3 separate regions of the Mus musculus genome follow, and regions 2 and 3 are each linked to region 1. The links are chromatin contacts, called in public Hi-C maps. All regions are on one chromosome and are shown on one strand. Each heading gives the region's core, a stretch centred on a gene start, on an enhancer-like site or on the middle of the called end of the contact. The rest is flanking DNA. Distances are from core to core; before and after follow the strand shown.

Evidence for each region. Hi-C and Micro-C count contacts between places; a contact is called where the count stands out from the background.
Region 2: a Hi-C map of the N1E-115 cell line shows a contact between it and region 1, with 4 times the contacts expected there. The contact joins two enhancer-like sites. A contact is called at or near these places in 1 of 15 datasets of contacts at CTCF or cohesin (the NIH/3T3 cell line), 17 of 484 Hi-C or Micro-C datasets (the C2C12 cell line, the C3H10T1/2 cell line, the HL-1 cell line and 8 more) and 3 of 115 datasets of contacts at active chromatin or transcription factors (embryonic fibroblasts, fibro-adipogenic progenitors and pancreatic cancer cells).
Region 3: a Hi-C map of the N1E-115 cell line shows a contact between it and region 1, with 2.6 times the contacts expected there. The contact joins two enhancer-like sites. A contact is called at or near these places in 1 of 15 datasets of contacts at CTCF or cohesin (the NIH/3T3 cell line), 2 of 484 Hi-C or Micro-C datasets (the N1E-115 cell line and embryonic fibroblasts) and 2 of 115 datasets of contacts at active chromatin or transcription factors (embryonic fibroblasts and embryonic stem cells).

The regions. Positions count from the first base shown.
Region 1 is chr15:64,509,511-64,512,432 of GRCm38.p6, reverse strand. No RefSeq gene overlaps it. Among named protein-coding and RNA genes, the nearest start is that of Gm46509, 7.4 kb to the right of the region's middle. Within about 2 kb of position 1,427, at least 20 of the 459 cell types and tissues checked have an H3K27ac peak or open chromatin away from gene starts, as enhancers often do. A contact at or near this core is called in the C2C12 cell line, the C3H10T1/2 cell line and the N1E-115 cell line, where this site is marked.
Region 2 is chr15:64,620,679-64,623,600 of GRCm38.p6, reverse strand. No RefSeq gene overlaps it. Among named protein-coding and RNA genes, the nearest start is that of Gm30691, 8.6 kb to the left of the region's middle. Within about 2 kb of position 1,545, at least 86 of the 459 cell types and tissues checked have an H3K27ac peak or open chromatin away from gene starts, as enhancers often do. A contact at or near this core is called in the C2C12 cell line, the C3H10T1/2 cell line and the N1E-115 cell line, where this site is marked.
Region 3 is chr15:64,575,692-64,578,613 of GRCm38.p6, reverse strand. No RefSeq gene overlaps it. Among named protein-coding and RNA genes, the nearest start is that of Gm30632, 43 kb to the right of the region's middle. Within about 2 kb of position 1,548, at least 14 of the 459 cell types and tissues checked have an H3K27ac peak or open chromatin away from gene starts, as enhancers often do. A contact at or near this core is called in the N1E-115 cell line, where this site is marked.

The DNA.
Region 1 (2,922 bases), core at 178-2,677:
AAAAATTAACTCAAAAGTGTAATCCGTGCCTTACCATTTGGAGGCAGTCCTTTCTAATCAGGTGTTACTCGATTTTTCTTTCTAGTAAGCAGTTGTTCCCAAGGGATTACAACAAAGAAAAACAAAGGCATGGAGGAAGTGTATGGACATCCCCCCCACCCCATGCTACATCCCCCACTCCTTTCAAACCTGAGCACCCTCCAAGGAAGATTCTAGAATCAGGGTCTGTCAGCAGTGACCCTGCTTGCTCCTGCTCATTTCTCCTTGACTGCTTTTCAGAGAAACCCCTGGGTGGTCTAGCACCCACCACCCATCATTGAAAGGAACTGCTCCACACATTCCAGACACCTCCCCAACAGGGTTACAGACCACCCCAAAACCAAAGTCAGAAAGAGTTGGGATTCTAGTCTCATTGATCCAAATTAACACTGACAGATCATCTCTCTCTTATTACAAAGTCCAAGCACAGAGGTTGGTTTACAAAGGATTTTGTATCTTCTGCTCGCCCCAGACCTCTAGGTTCAAATTCTTTAATAGTTCCATTTAATTCCAACTTCAGCTGCCACTGCTGCCAAGAGGTTTCTGTCTAATTCTGGCCATATCGACTTTCCCCTTGTCTGCCTGCCTAAAGCAATTATAAAGAAATGCATGAGTCTGAGTATCCAATCAGAAAGCACTATAGTGTTCTCCATCTCAGTCCTTCTCTAACCCCACTACGGCATCACCAGAAATGTGCATACACTCATTCACTTGTCTGCAAGCGGCCCTGAATACCAGGCAGTGCAATCTCATTTACCAAGCACAAAATTTTTTACTTGCCCAAGACTATACCACTCCAGGGCTGGCATTTAAGACCAGTGCCCCTTCAGGCTACCCATCATTTGTCATGGCACTTATGTCAGTATCCCGACACTGTTGACTTCTGTGCCTGTCAACTTCTAGAGGAAAAGGACTGAATTATATTTACTTTGTAAGTGTTCGACTTCCTGATACAGAATGGGCACTTGTCAGCTGTAAATAATCTGACCTGAATTCAGTAATTGTCCACATGCAGCAGTTCTTTGTTATCCCTGGGGGATACCATCCCTGAGTGGCCAGATCCACATGCTGCAAGACAGCTGATTCTCAAGCTCATTCTAGTGTTTATAATTTTATCAACAGCCCTAAGAGAGTTTGAGCTCTGGCATTTTTCACTTGTGCACACCAGTCACCTGGGATCTTGATAAAATGCAGATCTGGGTAAGATGGTAGAGTTCTAGTTGCCTCCGTGTGACACGGTAAAGATTCTGAATCAGAAAAGTAGACATGTTGAAGACTCAGAAAGAGAAGACCTTTCAGAAATCCACCAAGAGTGTGCTAGAACAGATGCAGAGTGTTGGACACAAGATAACGAAATCAACAGGAGGTGGCCCAGGCTGAACTGAGCTCCAACAACTCAGCTCCTGGCTTTCGGAAGAAAAGCAAAAACCCCATTCCAGGCCCTGATGGAAACAGATTAGCAGTCCTTCCCTTGGGGAAAACCCACAACCCTCTCAAGCTTCAAATTCCTTACAGGCTTTAGTGGGACAGTGATTCCTCTAACAGACAGGTCACCACAAGGGCACAAAAATTCCATTTTGTCACTCAGTACAACTTGGTAGCTGTGCACTATCTTCAACCCTGCTGTGTAAAAATACACTACCCAGAGCACTTGAGGACAGGAACAATCATAAATCAGGAAGCTTGAGTCTAACTTGCCATAGCACCAAGAGGGACTCCTTGGAGGCAGTCATGGACAGCAGCCTCTTGTACCTTGCCTCTCCCTTCCCTACCCTTTTCAAGCTGAGAAGATACAAGCATCAGGGAGTTGGGCTCAGGAAGTGAGTCCTATTACAGAAAAAAGTAGCCCTCCCTCTCTAACTGAGAACAACATTGGAATTTGACAGCCCAGAGCCTGAGCTCAGTAGGTGAATGAACCTCTGCAGCCATCTACCTGTCTTTCACACTGTGGAGTTGAAAAGTCTAAAGTTCTCGCAAGCACATGTGGATCCTCCAATAAGCTGAAGAATATTTGATCTTTTGAAGTCAATATACCAAAAACATAAACCAAAGTTATAATATTAAAAGCTGTAAGAGAAAAAGAGCAACTAACTCACTAACAAAAGCAACACATCAAAATATATCAGGCCTCTTGTCTGCAAACCTAAAAACCAAGAAACATGGAATGATATATCTCAACCCCTGAAACTAAGTAACTAACAATCAATATTTCTATATGTAAAATTTTATCTTTCAAAATTAATTGAGAAATAAGGTCACTATGTGACAAACACAAACTAACACAGTATGTGACTGCTGTGCCAATACTGCAGAAGATACTTAAAATAATACTATGCACAGAAGAGAAAGACTATCTCAGTCATAACAGCACACAGAAGAAAAATCTCATGGGAGGATAGTTGAACAAAGGAAAGCTTGCAGGAGTCAACCATGCCCAATACAGTAAACCAGAAAAATCTCTGATTCTAATAAGGTAAATAGAAAAGAATAAACAAATAACCAAAATATAACTAAAATAAATTATAGTAATTGGCAAGTACCAATCAATAATAACTTAAATGTAAATAACCTCAACTCTCCAATAAAAACCCACAGACTAACTGGCTAGATTAAAAGGCAAGATCCAATTATCTCTTGTCTCAATGAAACACACCACATGGGCAAAGATACTCACAGACTAAGAGTCAAAAGTTGGAAGTTGATCTACCAAGTAGAAGTAAGAGACACTGCTTCTATTTAAGGAGCAGGCCACTGAGAGTTTGACCATGCTCTGGTAAATATATAGATAACACAATTTGCACTTGAGGTTTTTTTTTTTTCCTTTTCTATTTTAGTGTTCATGGGAGGTGGTCACAGGGGTCAGGAGTCAGACACAGAAGGACT
Region 2 (2,922 bases), core at 296-2,795, 110 kb before region 1:
TTTGGGCCAGAGCAAGCAGGGACTGAGCGAGCAGGGGTTGACCAGAGTGAGCAGAGGTCCTAAAATTCAATCCCCAACAACTACATGAAAGCTCACAACCACCTGTTTAGCTACAGTGTAGTCATATACATAAAATAAATAAATAAATCTTTTTAAAAACAGAATAATTACGTCTGTTTTATAGACAAGGATAGAATCATGTGTGTGTGTCAACTGATAAGCCCAGTACCTCACAATTATTATTCAAATCAGGTCACTGGACTGCCAAGCAGATGCTTCCAAAATTGGGTACACAATGAAGTTAATGCTGAATTTTTAATTTTTTTCTATCTTGTTTGGTTTGTTTGGTATCCATGTGTCCTGTGTTCCTTTCCCTGCATCTATCTAAATAGCAGGTAAGATACTTGATGTTTATTGCATGATAAAAAAGATGACCCAGTAAAATGAAGAACAAGAGTGCACTTTGGGGCATTCTGTTTTTAAAGCCTGACCTTCTAACACAAAGACAAACGGGTCTGGATGGTGTGTGGTGAGCATGGACTGTGCTTCAGGCTCTCTGAGATCCCAGGAAGCAGTTTGCCTGGACTGAAATAAGGACACAAGTTTGAGGAGAATGTGGGTTCTTTGTTTACCCTAGGTTAGCCTACATGACGGCAAGATGGCCCAAAGATCAAAGCTCAGACTTCTCTGGAAGCAGAAGGGACATCTGTGCATTGGATACAGATGTCTGTGAGGGAGCCAACTGAGGCCCCCAGTCTCAGTGAGTCATCGGGCAGCAGGATGAGCCTGGAAATGGCTGCTCACTTATAGCAGAATGAGGCCAGAACCAGTCATGTGCTCTCTGTCCCCAGCCAAAGGAGACTGACTCATGATCAGAGGCAAGAGAGGACACAGGGGCTGAAGCACAGATGGGAACATCACCTCTAGCAATAACAACACAGAACGCCTCTGCTCAGCACCTTAGAGATCAACAAAACGCAGGATCTGAGCTACATCTCCTGGTAAAGATGCCCAAAGGGGATGAATTCACACACCTACCTCTCCAGCCAGCAATAGCTTAAAATCAAAACTAGATTCTCCTGGGGAAATAAACAAAAGATCGTCCCATTTCTGGCACACCTGAGGACAGGGGCCTAGATTGGTACCTGCTGCTCAGGAGTCTATAATTGGGGAGGGTGGTGTCACCGTGTGCTGTTCCCTGGGGTTTCAGCACAAATTCTCACAAGCACCACAGGTGCCACATGGATGTCTTCATCAGCTGTTCTTTGAAGCAGATGGATCCACTATGGTGAGACCCCATAGGTAACAATACTTCTGTTTAGTCTGCCAGGTCCTAGAAGTGGGCATTTCTGCTACCACAGTCATGGTTTGCAGGGAGTCCTTTGCCGGACCATCTAAAAAGAGGCTATTATCACTGTGGATGGCTCCCTGAGAAGTAGGTGTTCCAAGAGCCCTGGCTTAGGGACCACATACCTGGACCCTGGCAAACCTTTGCTTTGGCCAGCACTAGGACCGTGGCTGAGTAAGTCAGCCTCAGCTTTGGTTTCCTGTCCTAAAATAGATCTGATAATTCTTTGCTGCTTAGTCACAGTAGTGGAGTGAGGAAAACAGGAGAGCCAATACTGGAAATGTGAAAAAGAGCAGAGAGTAGTATAAGGCAGTTCCGTTGCCCCCCTTTAGATCCTTCATACCTCTGCCTAGCATAGATTTCATGGCTGCAACCTTCCTTATTGGACTGTGTATGCCTTCCCTAGAAGATCTCTCCAGCCTGCAATTTTCCTGCACAAACTTGACAAGGCCTTCCCATGATATATGGTGCCCCACAGGACTGACCCCATGTTCCTTTCTCCAACCTGGTGACCCACATTCCATTCTTTCCACTAGAACATTTCCGAGCTTATTCTCACTGCTCAAACACTGCTTCCATTGGCCTTTCACACTGGCTCCCTATTTTTTGTACAGAAGTTGAAAGTCCATGAATAAATGTCTGCTCAACAAATACAGCCAACAAAACAATCCTTCTTACCTAGCATCAAACCAGACCCAAGTCCATCCCATCCCTATCACACCAGTCACTTTCTGATGAGCAATTCAGACTCTCAGATACTTTGAGAATAGAGGGGGGGCATCCTGAACAAGAGGTTTCAAGTGTCCCGGTCTCTGGAAAACAGGGGTGTGAATAAGAATGACCTCCAAAGGCTCATATATTTGTCTACTTGCTTACCAGTTGGAGAAACTTCTCAGGAAGTATTAGGAGGTGAGGCTTTATTGGATAAGGTATGTCACTGGCAGTGGACTTGAAGGTTTCTTACAAGTCTATAACATTCTCAGTTAACATTCATGTGCTTGTGGGTCAAGATGTAAGTGCTTAGCCACTGCCCTAGCTCCATGCCCTGCCTTCTCCCATGCTCCCAACCATGATGGCTATGGCCTCACCCTCTGAAACTGCTAGCCCCCAAAATAAACACTTTCTTTCATAAGTTGACATGTTTCTGGTATTTTAGCACAGCAATAGAAAAGCAACTAAGACAGAAAGGATTCCGTCTTTAGTAAACAAATGCAGTTGATGTGTCAGAACCTGTGTGTCGTGTGGTTGGTCTAAACTGGAGACCCCATTCTTTGGGGTGCACTAATGAAACCTATCATTAAGCCTCTTAGGCTAAATCCGAGACCTCGGGGTAAGGAGGCATTTGTTTTTCTTGGAAGACCAGAGCCCTCCATAGTTCTGTGCCTCACTTCCTGTAACATAACTCCACAGACCACATGCTTTCCCCCACTTGATACTCATTCCTACGCCTGCCTAAAATATCTTTCAGGTAGGTAACAGCACTCTTGTTTTATATGTAAGGGAGTGGGGTCTGAGGGTAAGAGATGCTCAAAATTAATGGCAGAACCTTTTAGATGGCTGAAGTCTACAGTTTC
Region 3 (2,922 bases), core at 299-2,798, 66 kb before region 1:
CACTATTCTATTCATATTTCTGTTGCTGTGATGAGCTCTCTCAACAAAAAGCAACTTGGGGTAGGAGGTATTTCAACTTATGGTTCTAGGTTACAGACCATCGTAGCAGAGACGTCACAATAACACCGAGTTTGAAGCAGTATTCACACAAAGTCAAGAACAAAGAAGAATAAATTTACATGTCCTGATTTACTCAACTCGCCTTTTTTTTTTTCTTTTTCTACTCTTACACCGTCCAGGAAGCTAACTAGGGTATGATACTGCTCATAGTGGACTTGATCCTGCATCTCAATTAATCCACTTTTAAAAATAAAATCCCTCACAGGCATGCCCACGGGCAAACCACCTGATCTAGGCAATCTTTCACTGGGACTCTCTGCCTGGATGCTTCTAGCTTGTGTCAAGTTGATAATTCAAACTAACCATGCAGAGAATACTGCCGTGTGGGGCTCCTGCGGAGCACATCAAACGTATACCAGACCATCTCGAAAGTCAGCTTAGACTGAATGAAGCTAACCTTCGGCTCGATGAAAGGTGTCGCTGAGTTCACTTGAGAAGCAACCAGAATCAGCCACAGAAGCTGAGGAAATGAACTCCAGAGGCAGGCATCTAGGTGAAGGCTATCAGTTTGTCCATCTCTAAGTGAGAACCTTGCATGGCTCTCTCCCAAGCTAATTCAGGAAGATAAAGATCAATATGAATTAAATGGCTTAGCACAATGTCTTCACATCAACTAGGCTTGCCGTGAAGGGACAGACTTGGATAATATATAACATGTCCAAGACACTGTCTGGTTGTTCAGTGTTAGCTTTCTGGCCCTCCATCCTGAGCTGCATCTGAGTTCTGTGTTCTTGTAGTTGGCACAGAGTAAACTTTCCACAGTCTTTGACTTACATGGGAGAAATGAGGCTGTTGAGTTGGTGCATTGCCCCTTTGGGTCTGTTATCATTTTGTGACGTCGCTTCTTTCTGCAAACATGAGCCCAGCCCTAAACACACACACACACACACACACACACACACACACACACACACACACACACCGGCAGCCCCACCACCACTGCCTTCACCACCACCAGCAGCAGCAGCAGCAGCAATAGCAACAGCAACAGCAACAGCAACAGCAACAGCAACAGCAACAGCAACAGCAAGCAACAACATCATCTCAGTGGTTTCTGAGTTCCAATAGAGAGCATCAGTCCTGTGATACCCTCCTTTGCCACAGTGCATTTACTTGCCAGGACTAACCCTAGGGGAGAGAGCTGAAGCCAAGCTGACATCTAGAGCTGACATCCTCCAGGCTGGCCCAGCAGCCCATGCTTCCTTCTCCTTCACCTGATGGTGACCCAGTGATTTGGGCCCCACTGGGCCTGGCCAGACACTGCAGCATCTCCAGCCAGAGCAGCAGAACTCCAGGAGTTGAAAGGAAAACATGAAGGACTCTAAACTGAGAAAGAATTTTTTTTAATGGACTTGCTTTCATATGGCAGCCACACAAAGGCACAGACAAAAATAGCTACTGCAAATTGCTTCCCTGCAAAGCTCCCTTTCCAAGGAGATGCATATCTTCAAGCTGACCTGCTTGTCTGGGAAGAGCTGTCCATCAGAGAATAGCAGGGCAGGGCAAAAGGCGCATTGAGGTTTGGAGAAAGCTGGAGCATCCATGTCTTTGAGGAGCAGCTGTTGGAGTTGGAATTTGGAGACCTCAGTGCCTACCTCCATCTACACAGAACTGAAATGGTAACACCCTCAAACACACACACTAGAAGGAAAGTCAGTATTGGTTTTTTCTCCTTTCCTTTGTTTTTCCACTTTCTGGAATAGAATTACTGCCTTGTGGGTCTGGAACTAAGAGACCACTGCTAATGCCAGGTGGCAGGGTTCTTTCTCCTTGCTAAGTAAATTAAGGCCCTATTTCAACTCAGCATACTTTTGAGTTCACCTAAAGTCAACAGTCCTGTGCTAAAGGCCAGCTATAGGCCTGGTCAGATTGCTGAGTACTTGGGTGCAAGGATGTGTCTTCACATAGCCTCTTTTCTTTTCTTTCTTTTTTTTAAAGGCATTTTTATTAGATATTTTCTTCATTTACATTTCAAATGCTATCCCCAAAGTCCTCTATACCCTCCCCTCCACCCTGCTTCCCCAACCCACCCACTCCTGCTTCCTGGCCCTGGCATTCCCCTGTACTGGGGCATATGATCTTCGCAAGACCAAAGGCCTCTCCTCCCATTGATGGCTGACTAGGCTATCCTCTGCTACATATGTATGCAGCTAGAGACACAGATAGCCTCTACTTACGAGGTGATTTCATGCAAGGTCCCTGGCAGTGACTCAAACCCTTCCTAATCTCCCTCTTAGGGATGTTGACTTTCAGCAAAGGCCATATTGATGCTATGCCCTCTCTAGGATCCAGGTAATCATCTCAGACCTTGCTTTCTTTCAGCAACTGATTCATCCCATTGATTCTGCTAAGCCAATCAGAAACCCATCCTTCTTCACAGGTTCCTTGTTGCTAGGTCCTGTCTAACATTTAAGACTTCTGCCCAGCCTTCTGCTGGGACCTCCATGGTAGACTCCTTGGCCTTCAGTTCTTCCAAGTTCTTTTCACTCTGTCTCTAGAGTGATTATTCTCTAACAGAATCTCATCACATCTCAGCCATCTTAAGGATGTTTCCCCTTGCATCATTTCCTCTAATAATTGGTCTTATTCTTTTGTTTGTAGTTCCAAATTTGGTGGCCACTTGCTAGCCAGAGTGAGGAAGTCAGAGACCCTAGGGCCTATGTAGAAATCTGGCTAAAAGGTTGTAGAAATAAGGGATCATTTCCCATGTATGTTCCCAAGAAATGATATTTTCCAACTATTATGGAGAAGCACCCATTCTTACCATGAAGCAGCACCCTCATCATGAAGTAGCACCCTTAC